2 separate regions of the Hordeum vulgare genome follow, and region 1 is linked to region 2. A link is a contact called in public Hi-C data. All regions are on one chromosome and are shown on one strand. The core of a region is the stretch at or near the end of the contact, and the rest is flanking DNA. Distances in the headings are between cores, read along the strand shown.

Region 1 (5,109 bases), core at 1,457-3,956, 520 kb before region 2:
TGACAATCCTCTTGCCCGCTTTGGGTGCAAGTTGTTTGTTCTTTTGTGTGCAGCCGTTGAAGACAGTTGTGGTTGATATTCCTATTGGTTCGATAAACCTTGGTTTCATAACCGAGGGAAATACTTGCCCACATTGTGCTGCGATAACCCATTCCTCTTCACGGAAAACCCGACGCAGACCACAAGTATCAACTACCACTACCAACACCGCACGACAAGGACCACCCACACGTCAACCAAACAGACCCCAAGACGGTGCCTTCAAGAAGGGCCACGACACCAGTTGTGGCGCTATCATTCGCACCAGAAGGACGTGGGCTAGGGGTTCCCCCTGGGGTTTCAGATTCTATCTCCATCTGACCAAGCAAGGTGATCCTTGTAAATTGGCCGTTTGGTTGCTACCCAACAACACCATAGCAAAGGGGATATGTGTCGTACATGAACGAGTTGGTCTAGATAGGATTAGACCACATTAACCCGACTTTGGATGGAAGAACCAAAACCACTTGAAGGAGTAGCCGCGCCTAAATGATGCTGACACATGAATCTACCAAGTGAACGCCTTCAGGTAGGAATGCAGCGCGAAGCACGCCGCCATCAACCATTTCGGGTGGACAAAGAACAAGGGTTTCCCCTGATGCCTCGAAGGGGAAGTCACTGTGCTAGCGATGCCTCCAAGGAGGTAAGCAACACCCACGAGGGTTGCCATCGCTGGCTCCAACCGGAGCAGGGGCTTTTGCCCAAGTGAACAAGCCACCTCTGAGGAGAACCTATAAACAGCGATTTGCGGCTCTCTGCTCTCGCCACCTACTACATGAACCACCAGCCACTAAGCAGCAGGTGAGCCGGGAGGGCTGCCACCCTAACCCGATGTGTCGTGGCATTTCTGTGGCAGCTGCTAGGGGGCTGCTTAGTTCGTGGTTTGGGGCCAATGGGCGCTGGCAGCGTCTGGGAACGGGTGAAGGCACAAGACACATGACACCGATCTATCCAGGTTTAGGGCCCTCCGATGAGGTAAAACCCCTAGTCCTGTTGGTGTGACTATAGGTGATCACAATACAAGGGCGCTCCTCGAGCTATTCGTGAGGAGGAAGATGGAGCTCTCGCTACCAGTCTTGCTGCCTCTGTGGGGTGTCTAAAGTGAAGTGTTATGAGTACTTGGGTGCCAGCCAGCCAACCCCTCTCTGTCGGGGCTGGGGGTCGACTTTATAGGGTAGCCGAAGGAGTACACTAATGCGGGAAAGAAGGGGCGGGACCCGCTAGACAGCCTCTCTAGCTGACCACGGGCCCGTCGGCTATCGAGTCTTGTCCGGCGACCGGCGAGGGGGACGCCGGCGAGGCGCCATAGTGGTCAGCATGCCGATCATCACGGAGTTGGTAGGCACAAGCCTTCTACACGGCCGCCTCGTCTCCCACCTCGCGCTAGCGTTGGACTGGAGCTCGCCGCCATTCATCCTTCCTCCCCGTGCCCGCAGCGCATGCTGCCACTTCACATTCCTCCTCACGCCCGCACCGCTCACCGCCGCCGTTTCTCCCTCCACATGCCCGTAACACTCTCCTGCGGTCGATTTGCTGGGGGCCGCATCTCCAACTTATTCTTCTCCACCCCGCTGTCGACGGACGCAGAGATGGCCACGCTGCCCGCCGACTCATGGGAGGGCCCCATGATCACGGAGGCCCACATTGACTACCTCCGACGGACACGCAGGATCCTTTCGGAGGAGTGGGCGGAGGCGCGCGTAGCGAGGAACGAGCGCATGTCGGAGCCGCGTGCCAGCAAGCGCATGGTGTTGTGGACACACTTGACCGCCGACTTTGGGTTGCCGGTGAGCTGCTTCATGCGACAGTTCTTGGAACTCTACGGGCTCCATATGCATCATCTCGGGCCCAACTCGGTGTTGTACCTCACGTGCTTTTCCACGCTGTGCAAGGGATACTTGGGCTTCTGGCCCTTTTCTTCCTTGTTCTGACTGTTCTTCCATTTTTGCACGCAGAAGAACGAGGAGGTGTCGTACTCCTGCGGCGGAGTGGTGGTGTATGCTCGGCGGAGCGCGCTCTTGCCACACATGAAGCTGATCGAATCCTACAAAAACTAGCAGCAGTCGTTCTTCTACGCCCGCAACATCGAGGAAGGGCGAGACTGGCTCAACCTCCCGCTGTTCACCGATGAGCCGTCGACTGGGGGAAACCGGGACCTTGAGGTACGCAACGACGAGGTTACGGAGGTTGTGGCCCGGGTGAAGCAGCTCATGGCTCCCCTGGGGTTGCTGTCCCCGGATCTGGTGGCAACCTTCATCTCCTTCCGGGTGATGCCGCTGCAGGAGCGGCTACACTGAATATACGACATGGGTCTCCGGAAGGACCCATGCCGGCTGTCGACAATCGAGTTGGCATCGAGCAAGATAGCCACCAGGGTGAATGCCATCACCCAATTCAAGCTACACGTGGATGGGTGGTGGTTTGGCATGGAGCCGTTGTGCCGCAACATCTGTGCGCCGCCGATAAGTTCCGACTGACCCAAGTTGCATTTTGTTTCTTGACGTGGTGGCTGATGCGTGGTCGTGCTCCTTTCAACTTTTTAGCCGGCAACTGACGACACACGGTCCGAACCCGCAAGTATTTGTGCCGGACTGAGAGGACTCCGACTCCGAGGACTATGAGTAGGAAAGGGACGGCTTCGCAGCCCCCCGAGGCTCAGAAGTGCGGAGGTGTAGGAGGGCGAGGTGGAGGCACCTACTGGCGCTGCCGCCGGTGGGGCCAGAGTATGTGGTGGGTCCCACCCCGACGTGACTTTGAAGGATTGGACCGACGACGATGATGATGATGTGCGCATTGTGGATGCATCGCCTGCGGCAATGGAGCCGCCCGAGTGCCGCCAGCGAGGAGGGAGCAAGGAGGTCCCATCTAGGAACTAGCCGACTGCGGGATAGTCAACCCTCGCTAGACGGCGGAGGAGAGGCGCATGGAGAAGTGGCCGGTCGAAGGGTCGCCGATTGCCTCGGCCACCAAGAAGGCTTGCGGATTGCCTCAGCCACCAAGAAGGCTCGCTCGGCCATGCTCACGCCGGGAACTCGTCTACCGGCACAGAGGGCATAAAGGCACAGCGGCCGCCCAATCCCCCTCGTTTCGGGGTAAGTTTCCTTTGGAGCTCGTCCTCTCTTTTCTTTTTGCCTCTGATTTGCAATACTAAGCTCGTGCCCTTTTCTTTCCTTCTTGGCAGCATGACCATTGAACTCCCACCGCTGGCCCCATCGGGTCTCGGGGGAGAGAGTGCCACGAAACTGGCCGCGGAGCATGCATCGATGGCGCGACTTGAAAGGAGTGACCCGCAAACTTCGTGCGGCCAAGTCGTCAACCACGGTGGCCGTGGCGGCCGCCTCGACCAGCCCTTCGGCCAGAGCAGCGAGCAACACCATGACACTGGTGGCCCCCCGAGGCTCGTGCCTGGGAGGTCTCGCCGACCCGCACGGAGCCGCATCGGGAGCCGTCCCTAGAGCAGGCCTCAGAGATGGAGGCGCCGCCGGCCGTGCAGCCGGTTGTGGTTGAGGACGTGCTAAGTCCGACGTCCGACCAGGGGTGCCGGCCTAGTGTGAGGCTGGGGGCTGTGATGACCGGGCCCTGGTTAATTTGTCGGCGCGGCCGAACCCGGCAACGCGTGGAGTGTCTGGCATCGGCGGGGCCGGCCGGACGGGCCCATCGATGTCATCCGTGTTGGAGGAGTGGGCGAAGCTGAGCCGTGCCCCGGGAGCGACGGGGGCAAGTTCTTCGGTCGGCGGGCAGGCCATCGTGCCGGCCGGTGCGACAGATATGATGGTGACGTACCACCACGGGATAGCCGGCTTTGGCCAGTCGACGGTGAGTAACTTCCAGCTGGTGGAGAGGGCGGTTCAGATAAGCATTGTAAATTCTTTCTTGCATGCTTTTTAGTGGGGGCGTGCAAGCGCACCCACTGGGTGTAGTCCTTGAGATTCGGGCCAGCTGTGGGGCTGCATGGCAACCGGGCCAAATCTTCTTTTGTCTTCTAATCTTCTCCCGTGGTTTCTTCATAGGAGAACATAGCGAAGCGTGACATGATCTTTAAGGAGGCGGCCACGCTATGTATGCTCAACAAGAACTCTTAATTAAAGGTCCTGAAGGAGCTCGACCTCCGCACGACCGAGTTGTAGAAGGCGAGAGGTACGTCTTTGAGTTGGTGGGTGGGCGCGAGTGCATCCACTGGGTGTAGTCCCCGAGATTCGGGCCGGCTGCGCAACAGCCGGGCCAAATCTTCCTTGCTTTTGATGTCTTCTTGTCGAGACGACTGCTGACTGGTGCTTTAATGCATAAGGGGCCATCCCCGTGGCCGAGGCGGCAGAGTTGCGCCGCCCGCTCACGGATCTCTTGGACAAGGGCGACGAGGTCGTGAGTGACGGCGACTGGATGGGGAGGGAGCTCGAGGCCGAGCGGGGTCCTTAGAGCAGTTGAAGACTGCCCACGCGGCGGAGGTGGTGCGGCTCACCGACGCGCTCCAGCATGAGGCGTCAGTGAAGAAGGCGGCATCGCGAGCGTCATCCATGAGCGGTCAGGAGGCATAGACCCTCCGCGCCGAGGTTGCCTGGCTTGGAGAGGATCTCCGCATGGCGGAGGCCGCCAAGGTGAGGGCGGAGCGAGAGGCGGCCGCCGCGCTCAAGCTCTTCCATGAAGTCAATGAGATCTTCTTCGAGAAGCGTCTTGTTCTTTTGTTGGTTATGTTTGGTAGCCGGTCGCCGGCAGCCATCGGCCGGCGCCGGCCTTAGCTTATTATCTTGAGTCTTATCGTCTTTTGTCGGTCCAGCTCGTTTCCTGGAGACCCAGCCGCGGGCGGAGCAGGCCGTGGCGGAGCACCAATAAAAACTGCGTCGGGAGGGATGCGAGGTGGATGAGGATGCCAGATGGGCGATGGAGGAGGTAGCCCTTGCCTGCGAGGTCCAGCTGAAGTATGCGCAGGCGGTCTATGAGCGGCTCCGGGCGTTGGGCGAGGGCCTCGTCCAAGCTCCGTGGCCCAACCAGGCGGCATAGATTCCCGCCAGCTAGGTGGCGCGGTGGCTTGAGCACGCCTTGGGCCAGTTCGACGCGTGGAGGGTGTCGGCG
Region 2 (4,741 bases), core at 975-3,474:
GTTCTCTCGTCCCCGTCGCCCTGGCCTACCGAGCACGTCGCCCACCCCGCTCGCGGGATGAGCCGCAGCTCCGGTCACCGGCGTCGGCAACGAGAGCGGCCGCGCATCTCGCGCTCGCCCTTCTTGCATGCTCGACTCGGCCTCTTTCTCTCTTGCGAAATCTCGCCCTCTTCCCTGCAGCCTTCGGCCCCTCCTCGTGCGGGGATTGCAACCCCGCCGGAGAGTGCTGGGAAGGTCGCCGGCCGTGGTGACCGAAAGGTCCCACGCCGCACGATGGTTTCTCTGTGGCCGCTGACCGTGGTGGCCTAAAGCCCCACGTCGCGTGCTTCCTTGCGGGTGGCCGTGCCCCTTTCCTATCGCAGCGGCGGCGCCCTTCACTCCCCTTGCCGGTGCGCGACCTCTCCCGAGGGAGAGTGCGCCGCCGTCAAGGGAGGTGTTGGGATGCCAACTACCCTGTTGTCCTTTTCGTTCTCAAGAGAGACAGAGTCATGGCGCCGTGGCCTCCCCTTTCGCCGGTGGCGCGTTCCCTTGCGGGAGCGCGTTGCCGTCGAATGGGTTGGCCGTGGTGCCTCGTTGCGATCCGTAGGGCGAATCTTTCTTTTCTTTGCATGTTCCTCTCCCCTTTTTTTCTTGCCTTTTGCGGATCGGATCCGTATACTTTTCTTGGTTTTTTCTTTTGGATCTAGATCCGTACTTTGCCTCCGAGGAGGTAGGTTCTTCTTCCCCACACCTCGGCTTGCCGATGCGTGTGGGATCGAGAGGAACAGGCGCGGCCTTGCGGCGGCGCTTCTTTTCCGACGAGGCTTCAGGCCGTCTTCGGTACTTGCCCATCTAGGGTTCATGTGGGGAGGGGAAAGACATTTGCTTTTCTTTAACCGAACGAATTCTTGCCTAGCGGCTCATGATACCAATGTTGAAGCCGTAGATCGACTAGGCATAGATAGATCCGGTGAAACCTTTTACTCACCTAGTCCCGAGCCCGAGGAACTCCCTGCTCCGGCCATCAGTGCCGGTGTAGTCGTCGGTGGCGTGAGGGAAGAGGTGTGGTCGTGGGTGATGCTTCCCGTGAGCACTGCGCTAACCCTAGATCGGAAGGGGATTTAGATGGGGAGTCTAGCGACGCGGTGAACCTCGTACCGTCCGCCCCGGCCCCCACCACTTTATATATAGCGCATGTCACAGGGGCCCATCAACCATAACGGGTGGGGCGCCCCCGATCAGGGCGCATAGATCAAGGGCCCGGTGGGCCGTTGGGCCCACACGGAAGAGATCAACCTAACAGAGGGTCTATGGCTAAGATGAACAGCAACGGCGAAAGCGGGTCGCCCTCTCACAGTCCCATTCTATGCATGATCTGCCTGCCCCAAATGTCATTTAGGAGGTAGGAAGACGATGCAGCCAAGAGGAGAAAAGCGATCTAGTCACGCCAGCGCGCACTGAATCCTAACCTTCGAAGAAGCTCTTAGATGTAGTCCCAGGAGACCGAATCGAACGCCTTAGCTATATCTAATTTGACGAGCATCGCCGGTTTTCTATTCCTATGCAAAGCTTTAACGCAACCTTGGACGTAGGGGTAGCTATCATGTAAGCATTTGCCTTTCTGAAAAAGTAGTTTGGGCTGGCGAGATGATGTCTTTCAGTGCCGCAACCAGCCTAATAGAGAGCACCTTGGCGACGAGCTTGGCAATGGAGTGAATCAGGCTTATATATGGGGCGAAAATGCTTGAGCTCTGTGGCCCCGTCTTTCTTGGGAAGCAGGGCGAGGAAGGCAGTGTTGATCTCAGAAAAGTTGGTTCCTGCCATGCTCTAGAACTTGTGGAAAACTTCCATCAAATCATCCTTGATTATGTGCCAGCAACTTCTCAAAAACTGCCCCGTGAAGCCGTCAGGGCCCGGTGGTTTCTCTGCGGGCGATGCCAGGACCGCAGCCCACACTTCAGCTTCAGAGGAAGGATTGTCCAACCCTTGCAACCGCGGCCTTAGAACCTCCAACCTCTCCCAATTGATCGTTCTTGGTCTTTGTTGTTTCACCCCCAGGAGCTCACTGAAATGATTGAACACTGCCTGCCCTTTCTCCGTATGTTCAGATATTATCCTGCCGGAACGCAGCGGCTGCTGGTTCGAGTGGCCGTCCGCCGCGGACGGCCGACGCACACCCACACACGGTCACGCAAGCTTCGCAGAAGGGGATGTTGCGCTCGCGTCGTGGGCCGTGCGCTGACCGGCCAGAAAAGAGAAAACTGGACGGGAAAAGCACGGTGCCTCTCTATTTCACAGCAACGGGAAGGGGATGTTGTCACGCTCGCTTGTCCGTCTTGGATCGGAAAGAAGCTGGACTGGCTCGCGTGCCGGTCGACCGGTCTCTCTCAGACGGCGTCGCATCTGCATTATTTCACAGCAGCAACAGCAGGTGGACGACTGGATCGATCAGCTGGTTCAGCTGATCTAGAGGATGGATGGGATGGATCGGCGCCAGTGAAACAAGCACCGAGGCGTTTCCGTTTCTTGGCCTCTTGACACATGCTGCGGGAAAGCAACACTGCTGCATAGACGACACTAGCTAGCACTACGAATTCTGCCCGTCCTCTCCTCTATAAAAGGCTCATAGCCCGGTGGCCACAGTGGCCGTCGCTGGTAGAATCACAGTTCTTGGATTCCTACACGTCTCACTCTCACAATTCTGCCAATATGAGGTTGGCTACCCTGACGACGCTGCTCCTGCGTCTCGCATTCCTCATCCTCCTACTCCTAGTGCCGGTTCCGGGTACGTACGTTGTATCACAGATTAAACTGGATAACCGGATCAATGCACGCAGCTACACATTAAACTTTGGTGGCATTCTTCTTCATCATCTTCTTCTTCTTCTTCTTCTTTGCTAAAAAATTAGTTAAACGGGGATGTATTAATTCATGATGTTTGTTTATTCTTCTTATTGCTGCAGCTCGAGGGGGCGTTATTTGTCAAAGCGAAACAATCAGGAGCTTCTTTCCATGTAATCGCGAGCAATGTTTATTTAACTGCAGGGTAGCCTTCGCCCAACAAGGATGCCCTCCTAGTATGGCCCATTGTGACTGGAGCGGCACGTGCACCACGGATGGGTTTTGCTTATTCACCATATGCGTGAAATACGGAAACCTCCTGCAATCGCCTGACCTAAGGGCATCTCCAACAGCCGCGCTACTCGCGACGCGTTAAAAAACAATTTGCAGCGCGTTGTTTGTCTGTTTTGGCGCGGCGGCCAGCGCAGCCTTCAGCAGGCGTGTTAAAATGGAGCGCCCGCACGTAGCTCCAGCAGGCGGGCTAAAATACAGCGCGTGCGAGCAGCCAGCGCTTGTCATATGTTGCATTTTTGACACATTTTAAACATAAAATTAATTTCAAACATCAAAACAAAGACATGACATAATTAATCACACAAACAAGTTCATGATGACATAAAAAATTCATGCCCACAAGATCATCCAATCAAGTTCATGCCCACATAAAAAAGTTCACACCAACGAATGAACCATCAAGAATCAAGCCTCGTCCTCGTCCTCGTCTTCATCTTCCTCTTCCTCCGATTCATCATCCAAAGCGGATTCTTCCTCCTCCACTTCATTTTCGTGCGCGGTGTTGGCAAGTTCTTCAACAACATCATGCGAAGGTGTTGGCACACTGGAAGACATGCCGCCCATGGCGCCCGGAGGTGCTCCCATGCCTTCCATGGGAGACGCAAAACTCATGCCTCCCATGCCGCCAAGGCCTTCCATGAGGCGAAGCCAAAGCTCCCCGTGCTAGGGTCTGCGGCGACGGCGACGACCACGGAGGGGTCGCGGGTGTAGGAAGGGGTGAGGGGGGTGCCGGCGGGGGCGTCCATCGGGTCAGTTCGCCGGCGGCGGCGCGCGGCGGGCGAAGGTGGCGCGATGGGGAGAGTGCGGTGCGAGCGCTCGAGTGTGCAGCGTGCGGAAGCGGGCGCACCAAATAAACAGCGCGCGATGACGATTCTGACAGCGCGTTGTACTCTATATGTCGCGCGCGCGTTTATCGTGCGTCCGTTGAAACACCTTTTGCTATTGTGCGCGCTAAAATGATGAATTTGATGGAGCGGCGTTGTTTTAGCGCGGCTGTTGAAAATGTTTTAAGATTGGCTGGCATGCATGTCGATCTAGTCTTTACCTATTAATAAAGCACATATTGCTTCTGTGGTACGTCATTAAAATTGCCTTTAAAATTGTCTAATATTACCCACCAATGCCACCTATAAATTATAAAAAACGTTTTGCAGGGAATCCTTGCATGGGCCGGCCCAAGCATAGGGAGCAGCTATACTACGCTCTGCTCGCTGAAAAATAAACAACACGCCCATTTGGGCCAGCCCATGGGCTGGGGCCTGTTTTTAAAGTTTTTTAGTTATTATTTATCTGTTCCATTTTATTTTTTCTAATTCAAATAAATTAAAAAAAACTATCGCAATTCAAAAAATTATATTTACATAAATTTTTGATAAAACATAAAATGTTTGTGAATTCAAAAATTGTTCGGGATTTTTGTAAAGATGTTTGCATATTAAAAAAATCGTAATTTTGGAGAAAACATTCATGAATGAAAAAAAGTCCATCAAAAAAGTTCATCATTTTGAGAAATTTCTTTAATGCAATTCAAAAATGTTAGATAATTCGAAAAATGATTTATTCACCAGTTCGCAAGAAAATACTTGAAAACAGTTCGTAATATAAAATATTGTTTGCAATTTTAAAA

The links. A called contact is a pair of places that touch in the nucleus more often than the background predicts.
Region 1: a Hi-C map of leaf shows a contact between it and region 2, with 2.7 times the contacts expected there. The contact joins two enhancer-like sites. A contact is called at or near these places in 3 of 6 Hi-C or Micro-C datasets (all in leaf).

Annotation. Positions count from the first base shown.
Region 1 is chr7H:558,379,313-558,384,421 of MorexV3_pseudomolecules_assembly, reverse strand. No RefSeq gene overlaps it. Among protein-coding and RNA genes, the nearest start is that of LOC123407374, 16 kb to the left of the region's middle. Within about 2 kb of position 2,706, at least 3 of the 3 cell types and tissues checked have open chromatin away from gene starts, as enhancers often do. A contact at or near this core is called in leaf, where this site is marked.
Region 2 is chr7H:557,854,269-557,859,009 of MorexV3_pseudomolecules_assembly, reverse strand. No RefSeq gene overlaps it. Among protein-coding and RNA genes, the nearest start is that of LOC123410662, 13 kb to the left of the region's middle. Within about 2 kb of position 2,224, at least 1 of the 3 cell types and tissues checked has open chromatin away from gene starts, as enhancers often do. A contact at or near this core is called in leaf, where this site is marked.